Regions from separate parts of the Mus musculus genome. Here region 2 is linked to region 1. Evidence: chromatin contacts called from public promoter capture Hi-C data. All regions are on one chromosome and are shown on one strand. The core of a region is the stretch at or near the end of the contact, and the rest is flanking DNA. Distances in the headings are between cores, read along the strand shown.

Region 1 (6,225 bases), core at 1,350-3,849:
CACGAAAAGAACACCAGTGCAGTGCACACCCAGGGCAGGTGGGTGCTGACTAGCCCCTGGATGGCTGCCAGTGTCGGCAGGCTGTGGGTCCCCTCCTCAGCCCTTCCCTACAATCCTTGGGAGGAGGAGCTAAGTTTCCAGGGGTTGGGAGGGCCCTGCCAGGTTGCAGGAGGACAATTTCAGTTCCTGTTAGGTTCCTGACTCAGGCTTCACTCCCAGCAGCCTGGTAAAAGGACTAGCAAGCAGCCTTCACCCCTGCTCTGAGGCAGCCCTGCTCTGAGGCAGCCCTGCTCTGAGGTAGCCTTGCTCTGAGGCAGCCCGTCTGTGGGCTTTATTGCCATGTGCGCACAGGGAACCACAGGGGAAGTTGGACTTCACAGAAAAACAAAGAGAAGATGGGTGCAGGCAGAAAGTCCTATGCTAGCATCCCTGATGATCCATGCAGACAGGAGGGAACCTGGCCATGTTCCCAAGCCCTTGCTGCCACATAAGGGGCTGTAGGCAGCCAGGCCTATACCTCCCACTCCATCCCGTCAGCTTAGACTAGTGGTGCTCAACCTCTGGGTCCTGGCCCCTTTGAGGGTCGAACGACCCTTTCAACAGTGGTTGCCTAAGACCATTGGAAAACACAGATATTTATATTATATTTCAAACAAAATTACAGTTACGAAGTAGCAGCAAAAATGATCTTATGATGCCGGGCGTGGTGGCGCACTCCTTTAATCCCAGCACTCGGGAGGTAGAGGCAGGCGGATTTCTGAGTTCGAGGCCAGCCTGGTCTACAAAGTGAGTTCCAGGACAGCCAGGGCTACACAGAGAAACCCTGTCTCAAAAAAAAAGGTCTTATGGTCGGGGGTCACCACAGCACGAAGAGCTGTATTGAGGGCCACAGCATTAGGAAGGTTGACAACCGCTGGCTGAGACATTGTTCCTGGGAAGCTCTGAAGGAACTCCATGCTTCAGGGACCCCAGGGTGGCAAGCACACCCCACTGTGAGTGTCCCCACAGCAGCAGGACAGCTCCGTGAGCTGTTGGCACACTGTGATCTGTACACGATGAACAGACACCATGCTCATGGCCCAGCCTCAGCTTTTGATTGTGTTGGCCTCTGGTGCCTCATCATCCACAGACTCTCAAGGCCCAATGGATGGTTGATTGTTAAGGTCATCTCACATCATAGACCCATGGTGGTCTCTGTCAAGCATCTAAGATTTCTGTGTCTAAACATGGGCTTGTTCACACAACCTAGAGTTCTATTCACGGAGACTACAACTCCCCCACCTCAGCTTTCCAGATGGAAAGGGTGTTCCTATTTTACAAACAGACAGAAGAAACGTCACAGTTGAGCTGGTTGCGTACGGGCCCCATCCACAGAGCCCCAGTCCCGACACAGATGTCTCTTCCGGCTGGGGTACTGAGTATGAAAACCTCATCCACACCACCTGCCACCCTTCCACACCCTTCTCCTCAAGAGTCAGCTGTCCTGGCTGATTCCCCCACGTCACCAGGGGCTGTGTATGGTCAGCTTGCACCCCTGAGTAATATGCTCTAGCAGAGGAATATATGTCCCCTCCTGAGTCTCTCCTGTGAGTGCCACCGTAGCCACTGTAGCATCTTGAACACCCTCCTATCCTCTTAGGAGAGGTGGCCTGAGCCACAAAATGCACAGAAAAGCGCTGGGGGCAGAGGGCTGTGTGTGCACAGGACTGACAGGGCCATCTCTGCTGAGCCTTCTTTCTTACTGTCCACAGAGACACTTCCTGCACATTTAGGCCCTGAGCAGTGTTTCTCAAAACAACCCCTCCTCATGTCTCAGCTGTTACACCGCATGCAACAACGAACTCTGTCAAATGCCAGCCATGGCCGAACCTCTAACCTTCAAAGATCCCAGGCCCACATCACACAGACAAGATGGGATCAGGCCAGAAAAAAAAGTGATGGTCACTCTGCCTGCTAGACAGTGAGCTCAGGGCTAAGGGAAGGACCCTCTGGATGCTCTATGGTCTTGTAGCTCCCCAGGGAGCCAATCACGAAAACAGCTTGGTGACATGTAGGAGTTCCTACACTTGCCAGCCTGAGAATGCTGTTTACTCTTGGTAGCCAATGCTGCAAACTACTCCAGTGACAACCACGGGCTGAGAACTCGTGTGCTCCAGGTCCCACCTTAGTGGCCTCAGATCCAAAGGGGACACAGGAACTGGGGAGACCATTTCTCTCATCAACAGAATACAGTCACAGAGCACCCAGGTTGCAAGTGTGCCCACTCCCTCGGAGGACCCTGGGACTCACCCTCAGCCAGAGAGCGTAGCCAGGAGCACCACTCAGAGTACATGTAGTAGAGTTTCATCTCTGCCACAGAGATCCGGGCAGGCCGTTTGTGTGCCATGGCCACAGGCAGCCGGAGCCCTTGACTGCACTCAGCGACCGACTGACCACCAACCGACTGCAGGAGCGGCCAGCTTCACTTTCACTTCACCATTAACCAGGATGGAGCACTAAGGTAATTGCTCTCACAAGACTAACATCCCCTCCTCACTCCACCCTGCATATTTACACAGCGACTCCAGGCTGAAACAGCCTGCAAGCAGCTTTGGGAAAAGAACAATCAAGCCATTCTTGCCAGTGTGAGGCACAGGGACTCAGCCAGGGACAACGTCCACTCACGGTGATGGACAAGAAAGAGTCACCATTCCCAGGGCAGGGAGGCGAGAAGGCTCAGCAGAGTGCACCAGCAGGAGGTGAGAGGGCTCCTGGTCCAAAGAAGACGATGCAGCGTCAGCTTGGGCCTCGTTCCTTACAGGAAAGGAACAGACAGAGGTGTGTGTGTGTGTGTGTGTGTGTGTGTGTGTGTGTGTCTGTCTGTCTGTCTGTCTGTCTGAGGCCTGGCATACAAAGAGTAGCCCCCATCCAGCATGCAGACAGCACTGGTACCAGGGCACATGCTCACACAGCCAATCTACTCGTACAGGGTCAGGACACAAAGAAGTAGATGAAGCTTCAGTGGATGGAGGGGCAGTCGGAAAACTAACCTCTCTGCCCAGGGATCCAGGCAAGGATGAACTCCTGAGCCCAACCATCAGAACACAGCGAGGTCCCCACTACCTAGAGAGTTCAAATCTAGTGACTGGCAGCCACCACCACTCAGATGTCAAGGACACCGTTTCCCCAAGGTGAGCAAATTCACGCTGTGGGCAGGTAGTAGGGCCCGGGTAGGTGTGAGTTGTTATTTCCACATTCCTCAAGAGCAGAGACTCCACAGGCACCCCGTCCCAAGATAACACATAGGGACCATCCCCACAGAGACTGAGATCCCAGAGGCCCCAAAGAGAGCCTGCGAGGACCCTAGCGCAGCTGGGATGGGGTCTCTGGGTCTCTCTAGCCTGGCATTGGTTTCACTCTAGGCCAAGTGGTGGCCAGTGGCCAGGGAAGTTAGGAGCTGGTCAGGAGGTCCTTCCCAGCTCTGGCTAAACCGACAGCAACCATATCTAGTTGTCACAAAATTACTACCTGCAACCGAGCTGCCTGAAATTTTAAAAATGATAACAATCCCCAGATTTCCTCAGAGCAGGAAACGGCTTCTTACAAACAAGTTCTAGGAGCACCACAAGGAAATGTCTCTCACCAGTGTTTCCCCTGTGAACAAAAGCACTATAAATCAAACGGGAGGCTCCTCCCACCTCCCACCCCTCTGCAAGCTTGCTTTAGAGTTAGAGCAGGATGGCCACGCCCTTCTGCAGGCTCGAACTTCTGAAGCTTGGATGCCAGGAGTGTGGCTATAAATGCCTATGGGCAGGACTGTCACACCAGTGGTCTAGCCTCATACAGGATGTTCCTGCTTTGACTAGCCATGGGTAGGACCATCATACTAGTGGTCTAGCCTCACATTGGATAGTCCCACTTTCAATAATATGTCTGTCTTCTACAAACATGGTTGAGTCCTGGGCTGAGCCAGGAAGAACTTCAGCCCAGTGGCCTGTGCATCTGGCACAGGGGTCAACTGTGTCACAGCAACGAGCTGGACATGTGTGGTCCTAGCCTGCAGTGGGGCTTTCCTGGACAGCAACACTGTAACCACAGCGGGACCCAGGGTGGAATCCTACTGAACACCCAGGTTTTAGTATTTCTAGCCGGCTGCCGTGGAACATCTAACTAGGAGTGCTGATTTTCTTAAAGAAAGAAAAAAAAATCCAAACATGGTATCTACTGAGAATCCTAACAAATGTGTGAAGAGAAGGATTCTCCCCAAATCCTTTACAGAACAGGTCTCCTATGCACCACTTCCCACCTTGAGCTCTGCTACCCAGAAGCTCTAACAAGTGATCACCGGAACCCACATGCCCCAAAAATTTTTTATCGTGTGCATGTGTGCACGTGCTCCTGTGTGCTTGCAGGAGCACTCAGAGGCCACAAGTGGACATGAAGCCCTTTCTCCCGTTGATCTCCACCATGCCTGCCTAGCTTTTATATGGGTTCTGGAAATCCACACGCTGGTCTTCACACTTACACAGCTGAACCATCTTCATGGGCCTTTATCATCTCCTTTTAATTAGTTCTGGCTCTGTTGAAAACTCTCTGTGCCAACCTCAAACATGTTTTAACAGAGAGGCTGTCTGGATTCCTAATAAGACAGGCTCTCAGAGGGGACGCCCACCACTGTGCTATTGAGCTCTGCTTTCCAGTGTCTTCATGAAGGCTGATGGCCAGGACTTCTGGATAAACTGACGGCACTCCACTTCTGGCTTATCAGGAAATTATAACCTTCAGCCACACTTTTCCCCACACCATCACTTACCACAGAGAAAAGGTGTGGGAAGGCTGGCGCTGACTCATGCACTACTTGAACCTGAGTTTTGTCAAACGCTCTGCCCAGTGGAAACAGCAGCAGTGCCTGAGGGTCTGTGCACTGCGGTGTAGAGACCAGTTCACAATGGATGGATGTGTGTGCAGGGCGTGGTAAGGATAGGGCCTAGCAGCGCTGAGGAACTGCAAAAGGCCACACCCACCCAGGCCATGAGATGTCACAGATCCCAAGAACCCACAGTGTCCAGATCAGCACTCAGGTGACGGGTAATGTTTAACTGTCAGGTTGTCTGCCCTGGGTGGGGCTCCTGGCCACCACTGCAGCCCAGCATGGGGGCTTTAGGGAGTGGAGTGTACAACTGGGGCCTCACCCTGACTTACTGAGCTTGTGAAGGGCAGTGCCACACCCAGGGGAGGAATCTAGTCAGCATCAAAAGGCAAGTAGAACTTTTCTCCTAAACCAACGCTGTGGTGTCCGGTCCCAGGGCTCCACACTGCCCCTGTGCCCGCTCCATTGTATGGCGCTTAAGGAGTCTTAGCTGTTCCATGTTCATCAAGAAGTGTCAACTAAAGAGGGTTCCCCGCAGTGCTTTAATAGGGGTGGCTGGCAGAGCCTCCCTCCCATGCTCTCAGCACAGGCAGACTCTTGGCAGCCATGCTGCTGAGGTGGGCACCTGTGTCTCTGGCCCCTCTTTGGGCCTTGCTCTTCCAGTTTAGAATCTCATCAAGTCTGCTACCACAGTCCAAGGTTGCCACATGCAAGTGAAATGCTCTACTAATCTCTAGTCAATAGTGCCCCACGGACTTCTGTGATGGAAAGAGCAGCTCTGCCCAGCTCCCTCGCCAGTCCAGACAACTCTCCCCTCACCCTGTCTTCACCCATTGTTCACGACACGGCATCCCCATCACCTGCCCTTTCTCGTAACTCTAACTCTGTCCACAGCACTAGCCATGACTTCACCTCTGACGATGCATAAGCAGATGGCTGCAAGCCCTTAGAAACGCTCCGTGTTCAAAAAGCCATGTCACATGGAAAATGGACTCCAGGGTTTACTGCCCACGCAGGTGCTCAGCATGAACAAGCAAGCTATTGGTTGTGTGAACTGCTGTAGACTGGAGCTGCCCACAGTGAGCCGTGCACAGTGAGCTGCACACAGTGAGCTGCACATAGTGAGCTGTACACAGTGAGCTGCCCCTGCAACCAGCCGTACCTGCTGCCAGCTGCACCTGCCAGAGCCATCTGGCTGCACTGAGCTGCACCTGTCTGAGATGCGCTTGCACTGGGATGGAGCTCATCAGACAGACTCCACTGAGACACGGATAGGGAGGCAGAGCCAGGAGGGCACCCCAAAATCAATATCAGCACCCTCAACAGCCAAACCAGGCAGATGGTGCTGGTGGCCCAGGAATAGCGAGTGACATTTG
Region 2 (6,225 bases), core at 2,514-5,013, 150 kb before region 1:
GGCCCTGGCTGTCCTGGAACTCACTCTGTAGACCAGGCTGGCCTCAAACTCATAAATCCACTGCTTCTGCCTCCCAAGTGCGAGGATTAAAGGTCTGCACTCCCACTGCCCAGCTTGCTTATTATATTTTTTAATATTTAATTTTTATATCCTTTTGATCACTCCCCCACTTTTATTTTGTGTAATTTGTCTTAGCTGGTTTGCAACACAGCTGGTTTAATTTTTTTCTTAACCTTCTGTCAGAAAGTGTTTCCATCTTTTTCCTAAAACTATCTCCACCAATCATTCCATCATGTTATTTGATTATGCGTTTACAGGAAATGGACTCGTGTTAAGTTGAGCATGGTTTTGCTGTATTATCCTCGCTGCCCTCCCATGGTTGAAGGTCTAAGCTGTCTCAAGGCTTTCCTTTCCCCCGTATTCTAATTGGCTGGTTTGTGTTGCTGTTGCTGTTTTGTTTTTGTGATTGGAGACCCTGGCTGTCTTTGTGTCCTCCCGTGATTAGAGGTCTCGGCTGTTTCTCACTTCTCACCACCAGTCTTAACTGACTGTAGGTGAAGGTCTCAGCCATCTCTAGGCTCTCACTGCCCATCCCACGGTGGATGGAGTTTCTGCCCATAAGCTCCCACAGTGCAGTGCACTTAGCACTGTCATGTGTGGATGCTGGTGACTAAAGACAGAGGGGACAACTGAGGAAGGCTCCTTGTCTCTCACCATCTGTTTCCTGCCATAGTAGCTTGATATCTGTTTATTGAATGGACAGTTGAGGTCCTTGTGGTTCTGTACAACAACCCCTCCTTGATCTTTGAACTCTCGGTGGTTTCTCATCAGATTGCAAAAAAACCAAGCAGAGTAAAAACACCTGTGTTTCAAAGGACACTGCCACAAGTCAAACAGCCATATTTGAAAAACATTTGAAATAACATACCGATAAAGGTCTAATATGGGCTCTACAGTGAACTGTTAGAACTGAAGGGCAGCCCATGCTTAAATGAACACTCCTTGGTTTTTTGTTTTTGTTTTTGTTTTTAAGACAGGATTTCTCTGGGTAGTCCCAGCTGTCCTGGAATTTATAGACCAAGCTGGCCTCAAACTCACAAAGATCTACCTGCTTCTGTGAGTGCTAGGATTAAAGGTGTATTTTACATGCCCAGCTGTAATGATCTATATATTTGAAAAATCTTGAGAGGGGGGAGAGAGAGAGAGAGAGAGAGGAAGAAGAAAAAAAGACAGGTTTCTAGTGAGCAGGTCCTAGCCCGCTCTAAATCAGCAGTATCCGAGGCCACAGTGAGCTGCCTCCTATGCCCGTTACAATGGCTGTGATCACAGAGTAGGAAGTGCACACTACTGAGGGCCATGTGCCACAGTAGCCAGATGCTGCCCGGAAGGCAGGCAAACTGAGCAGTCTCCTGGGCTTTGCCTTTTCTTGTGCCTCCTGGGCCAGGTCAGCAAGGCAGTACCAGTGTGGCTCACCCGTGCTTGCCTATTCATTTCTCACTGCCTGAGTTTGCTTTCTGAGTTTGAGTTTCTGCTGTGACTCTTCAAGTAGATTGAACATCTAAATTCTTTATCACACTTGGGTGTGAGAACATTGACCTAGCGAGCAAGTGTCTTTTTGGGCTACCGGTTGGAACAATTTATGAGAGAGAGCAGGTAGAGCAGCTAGCTGGGCAGCTGGCATAGAGCAGGCCTTGTTCTGTGGACAGCGGACAGCATTTACACCAGTGTCATTGGAGACAGTTCACTTCCCTGCCATGAGTACCCTGCAGTTTCTGCTGTGTCCTGAGTTTGAGCTCTGAGTCCCATGTTCCCAGAAGCTGCCACTGGTCCAGCACCCCTGCAGTCAGGGACTACTTGGAGGGGAGTCACAGAACTAATTCAACTCTGAGTTTTGTTTTCCCAATGTTTTATCATGAACATCTACAAATATTCAGCAGAATTGAGGTAATTTTATAGGACGACCTCTAACTACCACTTCTGTGAGTTTATTACGCTTGTTCTTGTCTGTGTCTTCTCCCTGTCCATTTGTCAAATTATCTCAATATTTCTCTTCATCCTTTTTTTAGAAAAAGCACATTTTTATACACATTTTCCTCCAAGGACTCCAAGTTCCTGTTTGACTTTTGGGGTGAAGTAGACCTTCAGAACCACACAGACCCTGCTGTGCTGAGTTTGACGTTGGCGCCTTTGGTAGGGCCTGGTCAGCAGTGTCCTGGCGTTTCTTCACCAGGGCCACTCAGTTGTTATTTACCGTAAGGTCACCTGTGAGAGCTTCTGCAGAGGGTTTGTCACTCTCTGTGACTCCCTCCTTGGGCTCCTCCTTATGTGTTTACAGAGGATTTTTGTGGTGCTGTTGCTAGGAAAAAAAAATGTTCTTCCAAAAATGCCTCCTATCAATCTCCACCTATAGAGTTTTGCTAATGCTGCAGAGGGCCTGCAGTTGTTTAACGGGGTTAGAATTCTGGGGCTGCTTTTTCTTCTCTTGGCAGCTGTAGTAAACTTCACTGATGGTGTTCAAGAGAATAGACTCCCAAGGGCCCTTTGTCTCTGGATTCTGAGCTAGAAGCCGTGAGGGCAGATACTCAGGGTAGGGAGCTGACTTGGGACAAGGACGCCTCAACAGCTGAGGTCCCTCTCTTCCTCTCCGTTCTTTCTGGGGAAAGTGGTCCAGGTCTTCTTGCTCTTGGAGGACATGCAGGCCGTGAGGTCCACCACCCTGTTGCTGTAGTGTTGTTTGTTGTCATACCAAGAAATGATCTTTACAGAGTTGTCATTGAGAGAAATGCCAGCCCCAGCATCCAAGGTAAAACGGTGGGTTTCACTGTTAAAGTCACAGGAGACAGCCTGGTTCTCACTGTAGCCTGGGATGCCCTTCAGTGGGCCTTCTTCTTGATGCCATCATCCTTGTCAGCTTTCTTCAGGTGGCACAGCAGATCCACAGCAGACATACCGGGGATAAGAACACAGACGGCCATGCTTGCCCCTGAGCAACCTGTTGGTTCTGGGGTGACCTCGCGCATAGTCTTGGCAGTACCAGTGAATCCAGGGATGATACTCTGAGTATCCTCAGCCGTATACCACGGCTTTCCAGAGGGGCTGTCCACAGTCTTGTGGATGGCGGTGATAGCGTGGATGACCTCAGCCGTCCGTGACGGGGCTGAACAAGGTGGAGGTGCAGGAGACATTGCTAACAAAGCTGAGAGAGTTATCCTACTTGTCACGGTTCACACCTATCACAGTCACAGGGTCATCAGCACAAGGTAGATAGGATAACCTTTTGTCTCTATTCTCCATGATGGTGAAGACACAGTAAGCTCCACAACACAGTGGGCACCAGCACCGCCTCATCTGATGTTGGCCGGATTTCACTCCTGGAAGATGGAGCTGGCCTTCCCATTGATGACAGGTTTCCTGTTCTGTCTTGACTGTGCCATGGAACTTGCTGTGGATAGAGTTGTGCTGGGACATGGAGACCTTGAGGTCAATGAGGGGGTCACTGATGGCAGCGACATCCACAACAGTCAGCACGGAAGGCAGCTCTGGTGACCAGGTGCCTGCTGTGGCTAAACCCATTCACTCCGGCCTTTGCCACTGCATGTCAGGGAAGAGACTGGCAGGAGAAGACACAGCTGTCTCTGGGACAGGGGGAGCAGAGCTGCTCTTTCCTCTTTAACTTTACCTTTTCTTTGATGACTCTGGCTGAGGCTTTCTCTCACAGTAGTAATTAGTCCTGGCAAACGGTTTATTCTGTAATTGATCATGTTTGTTTGCTCTTCCTGTAGCCGTGCCGGCATAGAAGACTCTAAGAAGTGGGGGATGCTGTTCCTGGTGAACCAGCTATTTAAAATCTACTTTAAGGTTTGCTTTGCATGAGTTTCTGTAAAGTCTTGTTTTCTATCTGCCTAGGTAAATTACTGGTTTAGTTTGCCTTCTGACATGTGTTAGGAAGAGATCCTGACCACGCCCACATTAACAATCCTAACAGCTGTTAGTCATTCCGTGCCTTCTGAGGGCCAGGGCTCCATGGAGAAAGCACGCAGCATTCTGTGCCACAGAAGCCAGTAAGAACTGGAGGTTCATGAAGACGTGATTTAGGATCGCTAGTGGGAATGCAGCTCCTTCAGACACACGCTCTGAGCTCTTGAGTGAGCACACACTGAGTGTGGGGCGGGAGTCCTGAACATTTGGTAACTGGTCCTTGTGATGGAGCCGGCCTCTGGGTATATGTGGCCACTTGAGCCTTCGTCCTGCGTTGTAATATCAACTTTATGGAACGAGGGGGATATATAGATATATGGATGAACAAAGGAGTCAAGTTGGCTTCATAAAGACAAGTGGGCACAGGGCAGCCCGTCCCACGTCACTGAGAATCTGTCTTTCACTTCATGGGACATTTAGTGTGTCCTCACCAGTGTGTGGCTGAGTGCAGGTGTTTACCTGGACATTTGCTAGCTCCCCTTACAGAGTCCAAGCTTCTCCATTGTATGTTGTCTGTACCAGGTAGTTTTTTGTTTCTTATTGAAATTTTGATGACTTTGAAATTTATATTAAAAAAGTAAGCCAGAAGTTCATGTCTGTCCTTTTGTCTGCCTGTTCTGTTGATATTGCTTATGAATGTTTTAAATGGTTTCTTCTTTATTATAGATCAACAAACTCCATTTGTGTAAACCTCTTATCAGAGCCATCGACAGCTCGAATCTGAAAGATGACTATAGCACAGCGCAGAGGATCACGTACAAGTACTACGTGGGGCGCAAGGCCATGTTTGACAGTGACTTCAAGCAAGGTACGGTGATGACACTATTCCGTGTCTGGGTAAGATGTGTTCTGCCTTACTGACATTGATGTCGCAGAGAATATAAGACTGTATTTTATTAAGGTGAGACGTATGTATAATCCAAGTCCAAATTGTGTGTGAGAGAGAGAGAGAGAGAGCGCGCGAGCAAGTGAGCATGCACATGCACCCCCATGTGAATGTATGCCGTGTGTGTTGTGCAGGTCCCCACAGAAGTCAGAAGAAGGTGTTTGAGCCCCTGGAGCAGGACTTACAGGTGGAACTGAACTTGGGTCCTTTGGAAAAGCAGGAAGCACTTTTGACTACCTAGTCATCTGTCCAGTCTCCTCTTTGCTTTGTTTTTTGAGACAGGGTCTCACTCTGTAGTACAAGCTGTCTTGGAATTCACTATGTAACCTAGACTATCCTCAAATTCATGGTTATCCTCCGGCCTCAGGCTCCTGAGTGTCCTGGAATTACAGGGGGTACCACACCTAGATTTATTGTATTTTTGAAATTTATTATTTTGTGTATGTGTGTGTGTGTGTGTGTGTGTGCATGTGTGTGGTGTGATTTTTTTGGTGTGTGTGTGTGCGCCATGGCTGGTGCACAGAGGGCAGATGACAACCTGAGCTGGCTCTCCCCGCCCATTTTTACGTGGGTTAGCTACCACAGAGTTGGAACTAGAAAGCCATTAGCTTGCTGTCCTCTCACGACGCATGTGTCCCTCCCCCGCAGTCTGTCCTTCTGTAGTATCCAGTGCTGCTGTTCTGAGTGGCCTCCCTGTGCCTTGCAAGTGTAACTAACGAGTGAACAGTATGCTGTTTGTGTGCATTTTATTCTCTGCATCTGCTGATGGATGTCTGGATTGTTCCATATCCTTGCTATAGTATGTAGAGCAGCAGTGAACCTGGATGTGTGATATCTGTGTGATAGGCATAGAGGGCTCTGGTGTGTGCCCAGGTGTGGAATGCCTGCAGCAGGTAAAGTTCTGTCTTTTAAGACCGATTTACATATAGCAGCATTGATTTGCACTCCCACCAGCAGTGAATAAGGGTTTGTCTTTCCCCACATCATCTTTCATGTTTGTTTAAAATCTTTTTTAAAAAATACTTTTTAAGATTTATTTTATTTTTGAGTTAATTATATGTATGTGTATTGGGAGAGGGGTTATTTGCATGCCTTGTTCATAGAGGCCAGACGATTCAGATCTCCTGGAGCTATAGTGAGAGGCATTTGTGAGCTACCAGATATAGGTGCTAGAACCTGGAACTGAACTCAGGTCCTCTGGAAGAATAGTATGGGCTTTTAACCCCTTAGCTATCTCTCCAAGTCAGTTGATGACAGATTTCATGATGGCAGCCATTCTGACTGTGGTGAGGTGTAATAGCAAAAGTAGTGCAGCGTGCATTATCAAGATGCCCATGCGCTCCCTTCCCCAGGAAATAGCA

The links. Capture Hi-C pulls out chosen DNA fragments and counts their contacts.
Region 2: a contact with region 1 is called in a promoter capture Hi-C map of pancreatic islet. The contact joins two enhancer-like sites. A contact is called at or near these places in 2 of 39 promoter capture datasets (the 3T3-L1 cell line and pre-B cells), 2 of 115 datasets of contacts at active chromatin or transcription factors (embryonic midbrain and embryonic stem cells) and 3 of 9 other capture datasets (adipose tissue, liver and pancreatic islet).

Annotation. Positions count from the first base shown.
Region 1 is chr8:12,927,950-12,934,174 of GRCm38.p6, reverse strand. The region is part of intron 1 of Mcf2l (mcf.2 transforming sequence-like); the gene reads right to left. Among named protein-coding and RNA genes, the nearest start is that of Mcf2l, 15 kb to the right of the region's middle. Within about 2 kb of position 2,599, at least 34 of the 459 cell types and tissues checked have an H3K27ac peak or open chromatin away from gene starts, as enhancers often do. A contact at or near this core is called in pancreatic islet, where this site is marked.
Region 2 is chr8:13,083,884-13,090,108 of GRCm38.p6, reverse strand. Pcid2 (PCI domain containing 2) reads left to right here. Exons shown (of 14, transcript NM_178708.3): 8 at 3,783-3,858; 9 at 4,645-4,786. Among named protein-coding and RNA genes, the nearest start is that of Pcid2, 18 kb to the left of the region's middle. Within about 2 kb of position 3,763, at least 2 of the 459 cell types and tissues checked have an H3K27ac peak or open chromatin away from gene starts, as enhancers often do. A contact at or near this core is called in pancreatic islet, where this site is marked.